Linked DNA regions of Sus scrofa: region 1 is linked to region 2. A link is a contact called in public HiChIP or PLAC-seq data. All regions are on one chromosome and are shown on one strand. The core of a region is the stretch at or near the end of the contact, and the rest is flanking DNA. Distances in the headings are between cores, read along the strand shown.

Region 1 (6,103 bases), core at 3,254-5,753, 90 kb after region 2:
CACCGTCACGCCCCTGTGTGCCCCGTGGGTGGTCCTGGGCCTGGCCAGGGCTCGCTGCTTCCCCTCCCCTCTTCTCCGGAGCCCTGCCTCTCACGAAGCACACCGCGTGTCCATCCCATATGCCTGTGGGTTGATGCACGCTCTTGCCACGCCTTGAGCGTGCCTACATGATGTGTTCTATGCATTCACCCTGCCCCACCCCCAGCCTGCCCCGCAGAGGACAAGATGGGTGGCCCCCGGCTCCCTCCTCCCCCACCCGCCCCCCTGCCTGCTGTGCAGCCGTGTGCGTTGGCGTGTGTTTCTGTGTCGCTGGCGTGTCACGTGATGTAGCCGTGTTTGCTGACATGAGCCCCTGCCCCTTCTGTTTCTCCGTTGGTTTCTAGAGCTCTTTCCCTCTCCTCCTCGGAGGGGACAGGACTCCTGGGGCCTGGCTGGGGGCCCAGAGCCAGGCCACTCTCTCCTGTTAGCCCTCAGAGTCCCATTTCTCTCTATTGGTGACCAAGTTGCAAATGGATAAAACACAGGAAAATTCTGCCCCCGCCCCAGCCCTGCATGTCCTGTCCCCAGAGCCCCCCACCCCCACCCCGGGCCGGGTCGGGCCCCGTGGGATGGGAGAAATAGCAACCAATCCAACAGCGGGTGTGCTGCGTGCTCACTTCCTTCTGTCCCCACGCGGGGCAGGCGCCGTGGGGCCGGGGAGACAAGGCGGGAGGCCGGCCGGGGAGCTGGACAGGCAGATGGACCCAGGCTTGGAGAATTCGTTTTATTCCAGGGCTTAGCCAGGTACAGCATTGCTGGGGCGTCGTCAGGCAGGGGTCTAACAATATTTCAGGAACTGATATGGGTTAGAGGGGTGGGAAGCTGTGAAAATACACAGATTTCCTCAGCCTTTAGGGAAGAGAATTAAAAAAGAAATGCATAAAGGTAATAAATGGTTTAAAATGATGGGTCTGTAACCCCCAAGGCAGAACTAAGGTGGTGGGAGGAGCCAGAAAGTATCTTCACTCTGAATCCAAACCTGAGGATCACGCCTGGACATCAGCACGAGGCCTGTGGAACGTCTACCCACTTCCTGCTTGAAAAGTCAGAAACCGGGAGCTCCCGCTGTGGTGCAACAGGATTGGCACCCTCTTGGGAGCGCTGGGATACAGGTTCGATCCCCAGCCAGGCACAGTGGGTTAGGGATCCGATCTGGCATTGCTGCAGCTGTGGCTTAGGTCACGACTGCGGCTTGGATCTGATCTCTGGCCTGGGAAATCCGCATGCTGCTGGGCAGCCAAAAAAGAAGAAAAAAAAAAAAAAAATCGAAAAGTGAGACATCAGGCCTGGGTTGAGAGTGAAGAAGACACACCTGCCTGAGAACTAGACATCAGGACACAGACCCAAGGCTTGTGGATTAAAATGAGAGCTCTAGGATGGGCAGTCTGGCACCAGGCCCCTCCTGCAGCTCTAGAATGCGTCCCCACCCAGGATCTGAGGGCCCTGGACCCGGATGGCTGGGCCACGCCAGGCTCCGGGCCCCAGCCCTACTGTCATTGGGTGGAGTCTTCCCCGGCCTGCACCCAGCGGATAGTGCGGGCCCGGCTCTCCTCCCAGGAGAACAGGGGCTCATAGCCAAAGTGGCGTAGAGCCTTGTCTGTGCTGACAGTGAAGGTGGTGTTGGCCACGGCCAGCGTGTAGGGGTTGAGCAGGGGCGCATAGAGCAGCAGCGGCCGCAGCAGCCACTGCAGCAGGGCATTGAGGGTGGCCAGAAACAGCAACAGCCAGTAAGGCAGCAGCGGGCGGCTGCCCACCAGCCGCAGTCCGCAGGGGCCCAAGAACTCCATGTTGAAGTCCTCGTAGCTCTTGTAGGGTGAGTTGTCATAGCAGAAGTACACCTGGCCACCCATCAGTGGCGCTCGGTGCTCTAGCTCCCGGGCCACCAGCACGTGCATCCAGGCCACGTTACCTGCGGGGACAGGGCCGAGGGGAGAAGGGGGGGAAGTGGCCCTCAGTGCCCTTGTGACCAGGTCCATGCTGGTCTCTCCCCGGCCAGTGCTGGCCAAGCTGCCCCCTCTTTGGGCCCTTGTGGATGCTGCCCTCATAGCAACAGCTGTGCTGAAGGCTGCTTCCCTCCAGGCCCTGTAGCCGTTTGCCCTTGAGGGCCAGCCTGAATGGAGGCTATTTTTTCTGCTGATGGTCCTGGAACGATGCTGCTCCCATAACTCCAACCCTTTCCTCACTCAGCCTGTGACACGTTTTGAGGCCGTCCTTCTCGCCTTGCATGGCCCTTGTCTGCTCTGGCCCAGGTATAGACCGTCCTCTCTTAGCCAGAGTACACAACCATCCCCGACCCCAGAACCACGTGGATCCCAGAGCCCTGTTAGCCTCCCCCCGCCGCCTAGCCCAGCCTCACCCACGTAGACCCGGCCATGCTCCACAGAGGCCGGGATGGCCCGTAAGAGCCGACCCCCCAGGCGCAGGCCCTGGTGGTAGAAGTCCTTCATGATCTGGTGGCCTTCACCATAGATGCCAGTGGGACGCAGGGCACACGTCACTAGGGGCAGCCCCCCGCGGACCTGGGGGCAAAAGGCAGGCACTGCTAAGACCTAGGACACCCCGCCCCTAGGGCCTGCCCTCTGCCCTGGCCTCCAAAAGCTGGAGATGGAGGGGAGGTGCCCAGGGCAGGATGCAAAGGCGCCTGCAGGCCCTGGCTCTGCCTCTGCCCGGCAGCTCTTTCCACCCCCGCTCTGGCTCCCACATCTCATCCGCTGTCTTACCTTCCTTCCGTTGGCTTCGAGGACCAGCCGCTCAGCCAGGGCCTTGCTGCGAGGATACGGATGTCTGTGTGCTGCCTCGTATGGGGTATTCTCATTGCCCCTAGTGGGGGGAGAGGGAAAATTCTTAATGCTGGGGAGAGAGGGGGGCCTTGAAGGACTGAGGGGAACCTCAGCTCACCTGTAGAAGGGCTGGCCCTTGATGTTGGGCCCCACAACTTCCATGCTGCTTGTGTAGACCAGGAAGCGTGTTCCATTCTGCACACAAGCCTCGATCACATTCTGTGTGCCTGGGGTAGGGGGGGACGTCTAAACCAAAGCTTCCTCCCCCTCTGCATCTTTCCGCTCCCCATCCCAAAGCTGGAGGAGGACCCGAGTCTTCCAGCTCCAGGCCCAGGGCGAACCACGGCAGGTCAGTGAGGGCCAGCCCGCCATGATGGGCAGGAGTGTCCACAGGACAGATTGTCACAGGAGAATTACAGAGGTCAAGGTCAAAGAGGGGGCAGGGAACAAACAGCCAAGTTCAGGCCATGCGCCAGGGAGGATTGCGTGTGTGATCAGAGTAGGTGGAGAGCCGCTCACCCTGCACGTTGACCTCATGGATGGTCTCCGGACTGGCTCTCCCGAACACATCCACCAGCCCAGCTGTGTGGATGACCACGTGGGCTCCGGCCACAGCCGCTGCCACCTCATGGGCCTGGGTCACGTCCCCCTGGATGGCAGTCACCTGCACGGGCCCTGGGGATGGGTAGGAGCAGCCAGAGGCAATGTCAGAGCTGAGGCCACAGGCCAGCTGCTGGGTTTGGCCCACACCCTTGGAAGCCACATATTCCCAATGTGACTCATTCATCCCATCCGTCCACACTGGAAAACATAGGAGACATCATCTTTTCCACCCCAAGGAAGGAAGTCCACATCCTCTCCCCCCGTCCCCACTCTGTCCCCACCACAGTCACCTGTCTCCAGTTCCTCCAGCCAGGGGCCCAGGTGTAGGTCGAAGACGCGCAGCTCACAGAGCCGGGGTTCCTGCTGCAGCAGCATGCGGACCACATGTTCCCCCAGGAAGCCACAGCCACCTGTGACCAGGTACACCAGCTTCTGGGCCTGAGCAGAATCTGCCATGCCCTGCTGGGGAAAGACACCCTGGCTCACCTGGGTTGCCTGCTGCCACCTGCCCCGGCACCTACAGCCCACCTGTTACTCCTAGAAGAGGCCTCTGGCTTAGTGGACAGCAACAGTGACCCGGGGCCCAGAGCCGTTTCCAGAGGCTGCAGCCGTGGGAGCCGCAGCCAGGTTACCTGTCCCAACCCTGCCAGCCGCACTTACCAAGATGAGGGGAAGGCTTGGCGTGCAGGGAGGGCTCAGGGTTTGAGGCGGAGGAGGAGGTCCCGAGACAGAAAAGGAAAGGCAGTTGGCAGGGAGCCGGGACGGCAGGGAGAGGAAGGTGGGAAGGGCCGGGATGGGGGGAAGGGACCCCAGGCCCTGGCATCACTGCTGCCTACCTGCTGCCAAGGTCCCAGGACACCCAAACTGGCCACCGGGAGGCCGTCTTCGTCCCCCAGGCCAGCGGGCCCGTGACACAGTCCCCTTCCGCTTGCTCCTCCTCCCTCCTGGCCCATTCCAGGAACAGAGACCAGCCCAGCCTCCACCTCTCCGCCCACCTTACTCTTGCCACAGGGCACCCTCTGGTGGCCACTCCACGCTGCACTGGCATCTGCTTCCAGCAGAGAACTTGAGGAAAGGGAATGGGGAAGCTGGAACCTGCTGGGTGGGCGAGGTAAAGGGAGCAGGCAGGGTGACCTCGCTCCCAGGGCATGATGTCAGTCTTTCCCTCCTGCTGGATTTCCCAGGAGGCCAGAAGCCCAGCAGCAGCTGTGGTTCTGGGAAGGGAAGGGAGGCCTGACCTTGGCCCTGCCCTGGCCGGCCTTGGCGGGGGATTTCTGGATGGCTGTTCCAGCCTAGCAGGTGGCCCAGAGTGATGGTGGCTGAGTCTGCAGGTCCTGGCTCTTGCCCGAAAGGCCCTCTCCCCACCCCAAGCTTCAGGCCACCTGTTTCCCCCTCTCTTCACTTGCCCCACCCTCTGTCCTCAGCCCCCATCCCACCCTACTCTTTCCCAAAGATACTGACCAAGCACTTTTGTACAATAAAGTTTAATCACAATTATAAAAATGTGGCGTTGGGTTTGCGCTATTAACATATGTACAGTCCAGCCCAACAGGAAGGGCCCGCCCCCCACCATCCCGGCCTGGCAAAGCCGGAGCTTCCAGACACCAGGCTGGGAGGGTGACCCACAGGGTCTGGCAGGAACAGAAGATGAGGCAGGGTTCCAGGCACGGAGTCCCCAGGACTGGGGGCGCAGGGCCCCCCCCCAGGGGGAGAACATGGCCACTGCCCCTAGAGACCCCTAAACTGGGGAGGGGTGCACGCAGGGCACAAAGGGGAAGCCCCATGAACACAAAGCAAGGGGGCTGTGCAGCCCCCAAGAACAGGATCTGTACAGGCCGGCACCCCAGGTTTCCACAGGAAACAGCTGCTGGCAGCTACAAAACATTTACAGCTTCTTCTCCGCAAAGAAAAAAAATTCAGGGGATGGGTGGGCAGGGGCAAGAGGGGAAGCAGAAGTCGCCTCAAGGGACTGAGGCTCCCTCCTGGGCTCGGGGGGCCCCCAACCCCACATTCGGAGATGGGGCACGTGGGCCCTGCTGAGCCCACTAAGGCTGGGTGGGCTGGGAGCTCAGGGCACCAAGGGGAATAAATAGGGGTGAGGGCACCAGTCCTGCCCCACCTCAGTTGAGGGAGCCGCGGCAGCTCTCGGTGCCGCACAGACACGGGATCTTGTTGTCCTCCAGCGGGAACTTGTAGTCGTAGGTGATCTCCTCGTCCACACCGATGGGCTGCTTGGAGTAGATCACGATCTTCTTCTGCGACTCGATGGTGATCACCTTGGCATAGCAGTTGGGCTGCAGGACAAGGATGGGGTGAGCTGCGGCTGTGCCCCTGGCCCCCGCCCCACCCCGGCCCGGCCCGGCCCCCCGCGCACCGTGCAGCAGTGGTTGATGAACCTCGCCAGGTTGCCACACTTCGTGGCATCGATGATGGTGTCATGATCCACCCGGAACAGGTAGCTGCTGCCAATGCCCTCCTGCACGTAGCGCTTCTCCCGCATGTCGGCCACCATCTAACAGCACAGAGCGTGATGGTCAGGGGGCTGGCCTGACCCCGCTGGCCCTTGTGATGAGGCGTCTGGACAGTCTCCCAGCTACCACCCTGGAGGCCACGCCGACCCGTCCGGGATCTGTGACGCTCCCTCTGGCACCCGCTACTCCAAGGCGCCGACTCTCCTGACC
Region 2 (6,127 bases), core at 1,229-3,728:
TTTCAGCCCACCCTTTTACTAGCAGTGTGACCTTGGGCATGTTACTTAACCTCGCTGAGCCTTCCTGCTTTCCTCAATTATTATCCCTGTGGTGCTGCGCTGTTAGGGAGGATCTGATTAGCTTGTACAGGTACCGCACTCTGCATGGCGCCTGGCAATAGCAAGTGCCCCAAATCACTCACTCTCTTCCTCCCCTTTGGACCTCACATCCATCTGTCAAGGCGGCACAGCCGAGAGGGAGGCAAAAGAGGCCACTGGTGCAAGAGGCCTGAGTTCCAGTCCCAGCTGGGCCATTTCGTTGCTGTGAGACTGTAGCCAAGCCCTTGCCATCTCTGAGCCTCAGTTTTCTTATCTGTGAAGAGGTAGGTAAAGTCCCCGACACCCGGTAGGGGGTTAAGAAATGGGAGCTGCTGTGGTTCTGGTACTGGGAGCCCAGGGAGTCTGCAGAGGCAGCTGAGCTGCCTCGAGCCGCCTGGGGAAAGGAGGGCTCGGACCTTCTGCACGTGGTTGATCTCATCGTGCTTGCGCTTTTGGTTGCGAGTGATCTTGCGCTCGGGCTGCTCAGCCAGCTCACTCAGGTACTTCTCCGAGTTCTTCTGCACGGCATCCTTCACTGTCTTGGTCAGTGCCAGCCGGTTCTTGTCTACCCATTCGTCCAGTCGCCGGTTAACTGTGAGGACGGGCCATGAGGGGGCTGCCCTTCCACCCCCATCCACCCCACCCAGACCGGGGCTACCCCAAGTCACTCACAGCCCACATAGTGTACATAGAATTCCTCTCGGCCCTCCTGATCGTTCACTCGAGACTGGATCACTTCAGCAGAATCTGTGGAGGGAGAAAAGAGCATCAAGTAAGACAGCAGGACTGGGGCAAGAGTGCTCCTTCAGGAGTTCCCACTGTGGCACAACAGGATCGGCAGTGTTTAGGGAGCACTAGGATGTAGGTTTAATCCCTGCTCCGGCACGATGGGTTAAGGATCCAGTGTAGGTTGCAATCGTGGCTCCGATCTGATCCCTGGAACTCCATACGCCACAGGGCGGCCAAAAAAAAGGATGCTCTTTCACACTGAGGAGCAGTTTCCCAGGTTCCAAGGCCAACTGTAAGCTGACCTCACCTGTTCACATCTGCCACTCCCTTCAATCACTGTCTGAGGTGGGCCAGACGGGGGCTGTTATTCTTATTTTAGAGATAAGGAAACTGAGGCTTACCCAGGCTCACCTATTTGAATAATGGTAAGAGCTAATACTTATCTGAATTTAAGTCTGGCTCCAAATTCAATACTCAGTGGTTTGTTTGTTCAGGGGTCCTGAGGACTAGCTGTGAAATAACACAGCCCCACTTCCTAGCTGTATTTAACTGAACAAGTTATTTTGGCCTTCTGAGCCTCAGCTTCTTCATCTGCAAAATAACGACAGCTGTGTCCGCCTCAAATGGTGAGTTAATGGCTCTGAAGCTTTCAGTATAGCATCTGACAAATAGCAGACCATTAAAGAAATGAGTAAGGCAACCCCTGCTTGTCTGATCCTGGGCTGGGTTGCTGCTGGGTACAGAGGATACAGTGATGGATCACAGGATGGACCTGCCCTCCAGAAGTTCCCACTTTGATAGAGGAAGACAAAGACAACATAATGGTACATATACCATGGTTCAGGTATGTAGAAAATGTTGCAGGAACACACAAAGGAACGACTCACTTTGCCTGAAGGGAGTCAAGAATGGCATCACGAGGGATATGATGCTAAAAGGATGAGTGGGGCTAGCCGGCTAAACAAGGAAAAGGGTAGGGCATTCCAAGCACAGGGCATAAGTGGTCTGAAGAGTGGACAGCGTGGTCTGGTCTGGCAACGGCCCTTACTAGGGCTGCTAAAACCAGACAGGTCACAAAGATGAAAGCCATTCTAAGGAATTCTGGGGTTAATATGGAAATGACTCAAAATAATAGAAGAAAAGGGGAAGTTCGTTTCTGTGTTCTGGGAGCTCCTCTCCGCTGGCAGCTGTCGGGGACGGATGCAAGGGGAAGTCACAGGGTCAAGGGCGACCAGTGAGGAAACGGGTTAACAAGAGAATGAAGACTAAGACTGGGCAAGGAAGTGGAGCGGGAGCTCTATACACAGCAGGAAGAATCTGGCTAACACCCGATAGGTGGGGTTTGCAGGCGGCGCCGGGGCGAGCCCGAAACTCCGCGTTCTCCCTGCTCAGGCCCCGCCCCGGCCATAAACCCCGCCCCCTGGCCCTGGGCCCCGCCCTCACGCCAGGTGCTATCCGGTCGCCGGCACAGGTACGTTTCTCCAATTTCCACGGTGACTTCCGGCTCTCCCCGCGCCGGGGTTGGCGGAGAGACGCGGCCTGGGGACGGGGCGGTCCCCTCGACCGCCGCATTCTCCCCAGGCCCGGGGTCGCCCTCCCCCGCGACCCCTGAAGTCGCCGCCGCAACGGCTGCAGCTGCTCCCTGTGCCGCCATCGCTGTAGTGGAAGTGACGCCAGAATCCGGCGCCGCACAGCGCCTTTAGTTCCGGGTCAGCGACGTGTAGCGGAGGCCGCAGTAGGCTGGAGGGTGGGGTCTGTGACGTAGCAGGCGCTCATTGGCTAGTGCGGCTGTCTCCGCGGCGCCGGACCAGATTGACGTTGACAGTGCCGGTTGCTCTGGAGTTACTTGGCTGACGTTTGGAACTGTGGCTGCACCCTGGAGTTGGAGAGCGGAGAAAGGCTTTCCGGATGTGATGTCTCAGATCGATATATATATATTTTTTGTCTTTTTTTGCTATTTATTGGGCCGCTCCCGCGGCATATGGAGGTCCCCAGGCTAGGGGTCGAATCGGAGCTGTAGCTGCCGGCCTACGCCAGAGCCACAGCAACGCTGGATCCAAGCCGCGTCTGCAACCTACACCACAGCTCATGGCAACACCGGATCGGTAACCCACTGAGCAAGGGCAGGGACCGAACCCGCAACCTCATGGATTCGTTAACCACTGCGCCACGACGGGAACTCCTCAGATCGATCTTTTAAAAGGCCCTGGTGCCTGAGAAAGCCAGGATATGCCAATTATCAGGGAGCACTGCCTCCACTTTACCAGGGCGGAGCCAGAGCAGCCTCCCTGGCTGTCTGGCTTTAGAGGTGAGCCTGGAACTAACACCCACCCCCCCCCTTCCGCCAGCCACATACAGGTCATCCCGTTTTTGAAGATTGAAGAACCTTCCTTCTTTGTTTAGGATGGGAAAAGGAGACAGTTGGGGTGGGGGAAGCAGAACGGTGTATCCTGGGACAGCTAGTAAACCACTCTCACAGTATCAAGCCTTTGTAAAGAAAGGGTCAGGTCCCCTAAACAGAAACTGGCCAAAGGCAGTGGACATAATGGAGAGCGTCTTGGACTGAGTGAATTAGGAATCCTGGGTTCTGACCCAACTCGGGAAGGTGTAGAAATGTGTTTGTTCCAAGAGCATAGTCAAAGATGAAACTATAAGTCAAGTATCTCTATAAAGGTTGAACCATATAGATATATATAGATATATCCCATGAATATAAAACAAGTATATTGAGCAATGCCAGGCAGAGTACGTGCTCAATTAAACCCTCCCTTTGGCCACTGTGAGTCATCTTTGACTTATAACTTGGTTATTGGGCTTAAAACAATTCTAAGAGAAGTGGAATGCTTAAGGTCTAAGTCTGAGGTTACAGATCAGGAAACACGCAAGTCTTTGTGAGGGATGGCAGTGGGAAGTGCTGGTAACTTGGCTTTTGGGAAATAAAGAGGTTTGAGGGGAGCATTAAATGCCAGCAGCATATGAAACAAGACAAGGCAAGAAAAAGGTTAAAATTGTAGTACCTTTTCCCACTCCCCATCCCCCTAGAACTCTATAGATGATTCACCCAGGTCCCTAAGAACCTTTTGTTATTGCTCCTTTGTTCTCCTACTACCTTTGACCGGCTTTCAAAAGCCAGCACCTGAGGCTTCTTTGGCGAACTGCCCCTCAGGCTAATAAAGGTGTTTTGCCTCAAAAGAGCTGAAAATGTAAAGTTCTCAGCCTGCAAGTTAACTACCTCCTCAGCTCCCACTCAAATGGACGTTAAACCAATGATCCTTCAAGGGAGGAGTTCATCGGTGCCTGTAGAGCTTTAGTTCTTTTGCCTGGCCTCCTGCCCTTCCCTCTTCTGCCTCCCCTACTCCCTTGTGGGAGCACTTTCTCATCAAATCCCTTTCAGATGCATTTCTAGGGAATCCAAGCCGAAACATCCCTTTCTAGCTTAAAGCCTTTCCATGGATCCCTGCTGTGTGCAGGAATAAAACCCATGTTTCTCGGCTGTAAGGGCCCTTCACCTTGATGCCACCTACCTCTCCAGCCTTGCCGCCCCCTGCTCGGGGATTCTCAGCAAGTGTCTGACCTCCAGATTTAATTCCTGTCTCCCCTCAATCCCCCACCTCCATCACCTGTCCTACCAAGCAGGCCCCCGGGGCCTTCTCCTTCCCTGGCCAGATAAGCAGGGGAGGTCACCTCCCTACCTGCTCCCTTGGAGCCTTTCCTTTGGCCCTCCCTACCAGGGCCCACTGTTGCCTGCCAGCGCACAATCTCGTGTGTTCCTTTCCTTGGCATCAGCAGGCGCGGCTGGCAGGGAGTATATTTAACCTTCCTCAGGTTCAAAAATGAGGTGGCTTGGAAGGTTACCCAGTCTGGTGACCTTCACCTCCACAACCTGTGACTTCCAGAAGGGAAGAGTCAGGACTGAGGCATGAAGCTGGGCCATCCTGGGCCTTCAGTATTGTCTGGGAGCCAGAAACATTTGGTAAATGAAATGAATGCAAGGTCTGCACAGACTGCCCCATTCATCCCCACCCCCCTCCAAATCTAACATGCAAGAGACTCGGGGCCAGTTCCATTGCTGGTCTGCCAGGCTCTGAGGACAGGTAGAAACTGGGACATGAACGTGTTACACCCAAGGGGACCTGAATGGGGGCAGAAACAAAAGCGACCCTGCCCTCTCCACACATGGGGCTCGAGAGGGCATTCAAAATGTGAACTTTAATAACAAACAGCAGGTCAAAGTGGGGGTTCCCCAGGAACAAGAATGACAGAGCTGGTGCCGGAGACCTCAAGGGTCCCCGCTTCCTCCGCTCTAAGGCCTGGAGGCAGGGAAGCAGTGGACCCTATCGAGGAGGGGCGGCGCCTGGCTCCATGTAAGTCCATCTGTTTGGGGCCCTTCAGCCCGAGAGACACAGCAGTGTGTGGAGCAGGGTGGCACCCGGCCTGGCCTGGAAGGTCCTGGCAGGGTGTGTGGCCCAACCTGGGCAGGTCCGCAGGCCCAGAGCTGTGGGGTCAGATGCGGAAGCTTTCCTCCCGGCCATCGATGTGCCGAAGCCGCAGGTAGACATCCGTGCCGATGCCCTGCAGGGACTGCAGCCGAAGGGAACCACCGAGGTATTCTGCATAAGCCCGCGACGTGGGCAGCCCGAAGCCAAAGCTGGGGATGGGCAGGGGGACAGGACACGGGCCTCAGAGGCTTGAGTCTCCTGGGGCCTCCCACCCCTCCATTCCAGCCAGGTGGGGCCTCACCCGTGCATGGGTCCTGACTGGCTGCCACTGTGCATGTCTAGGTGGCCGAAGAGAGGGCTGATCCGGGGGTCCTGGGTACTGGCCTCGGCCGTGGTGAAGTGGTAGTCCATAACCCGATCCAGGTCTTTGTGAGCAATTCCCCCACCCCGGTCAGAAATCCTGGCAAGACAATAACAGGGCCTGGCTGAGCCTTGGTGGCGGCTCACTACCTCCAAAGCAGAGCTAAGTCAGCCTTCCTGCCCCTCCCACTCAATCATGTAATGAGGTCACCTAGACTCTTTGGCCTTGGGGTTTTTTTGTTTTGATTTTTGCTTTTTAGGGCACACCTGAGGCATATTGGAGGTTTCCAGGCTAGGGGTCAAATCAGAGCTACAGCGCTGGCCTATACCACAGCCACAGCAACGCGGGATCCGAGCCGCGTCTGCGACCTACACCACAGCTCACAGCCATGCCGGATCCTTAACCCACTGAGCAAGGCCAGGGATCAAACCCGCAACCTCATGGTTCCTAGTCAGATTCGTTAACCACTGAGCCATGACGGGAACTCCCGTCATAAGCTGTTTCTCCATCCTCACCTCTC

What was found. HiChIP or PLAC-seq counts read pairs in DNA pulled down with a chosen protein or histone mark.
Region 1: an H3K27ac HiChIP or PLAC-seq map of alveolar macrophages shows a contact between it and region 2. The contact joins the promoter of HSD3B7 here to the promoter of KAT8 in region 2. A contact is called at or near these places in 3 of 5 promoter capture datasets (fetal liver, fetal skeletal muscle and liver), 11 of 47 Hi-C or Micro-C datasets (alveolar macrophages, blood, embryonic fibroblasts and 7 more) and 2 of 2 datasets of contacts at active chromatin or transcription factors (alveolar macrophages and skeletal muscle).

The regions. Positions count from the first base shown.
Region 1 is chr3:17,458,878-17,464,980 of Sscrofa11.1, forward strand. HSD3B7 (3 beta-hydroxysteroid dehydrogenase type 7) reads right to left here and starts at 4,504. Exons shown (of 7, transcript XM_005655085.3): 1 at 4,259-4,504; 2 at 3,713-3,884; 3 at 3,339-3,494; 4 at 2,938-3,046; 5 at 2,760-2,859; 6 at 2,396-2,558; 7 at 750-1,948. The coding sequence starts at 4,375. The coding sequence ends at 1,533. It overlaps SETD1A (histone-lysine N-methyltransferase SETD1A), which reads right to left. Exons shown (of 21, transcript XM_021086406.1): 20 at 5,797-5,934; 21 at 4,891-5,716. The coding sequence ends at 5,543. STX1B (syntaxin-1B) reads left to right here. Exons shown (of 10, transcript XM_021086411.1): 10 at 1-640.
Region 2 is chr3:17,370,632-17,376,758 of Sscrofa11.1, forward strand. It overlaps KAT8 (lysine acetyltransferase 8), which reads right to left and starts at 2,479. Exons shown (of 11, transcript NM_001284366.1): 1 at 2,251-2,479; 2 at 751-825; 3 at 495-670. The coding sequence starts at 2,461. BCKDK (3-methyl-2-oxobutanoate dehydrogenase [lipoamide] kinase, mitochondrial) reads right to left here. Exons shown (of 13, transcript XM_003124471.6): 12 at 5,548-5,706; 13 at 4,997-5,455. The coding sequence ends at 5,311.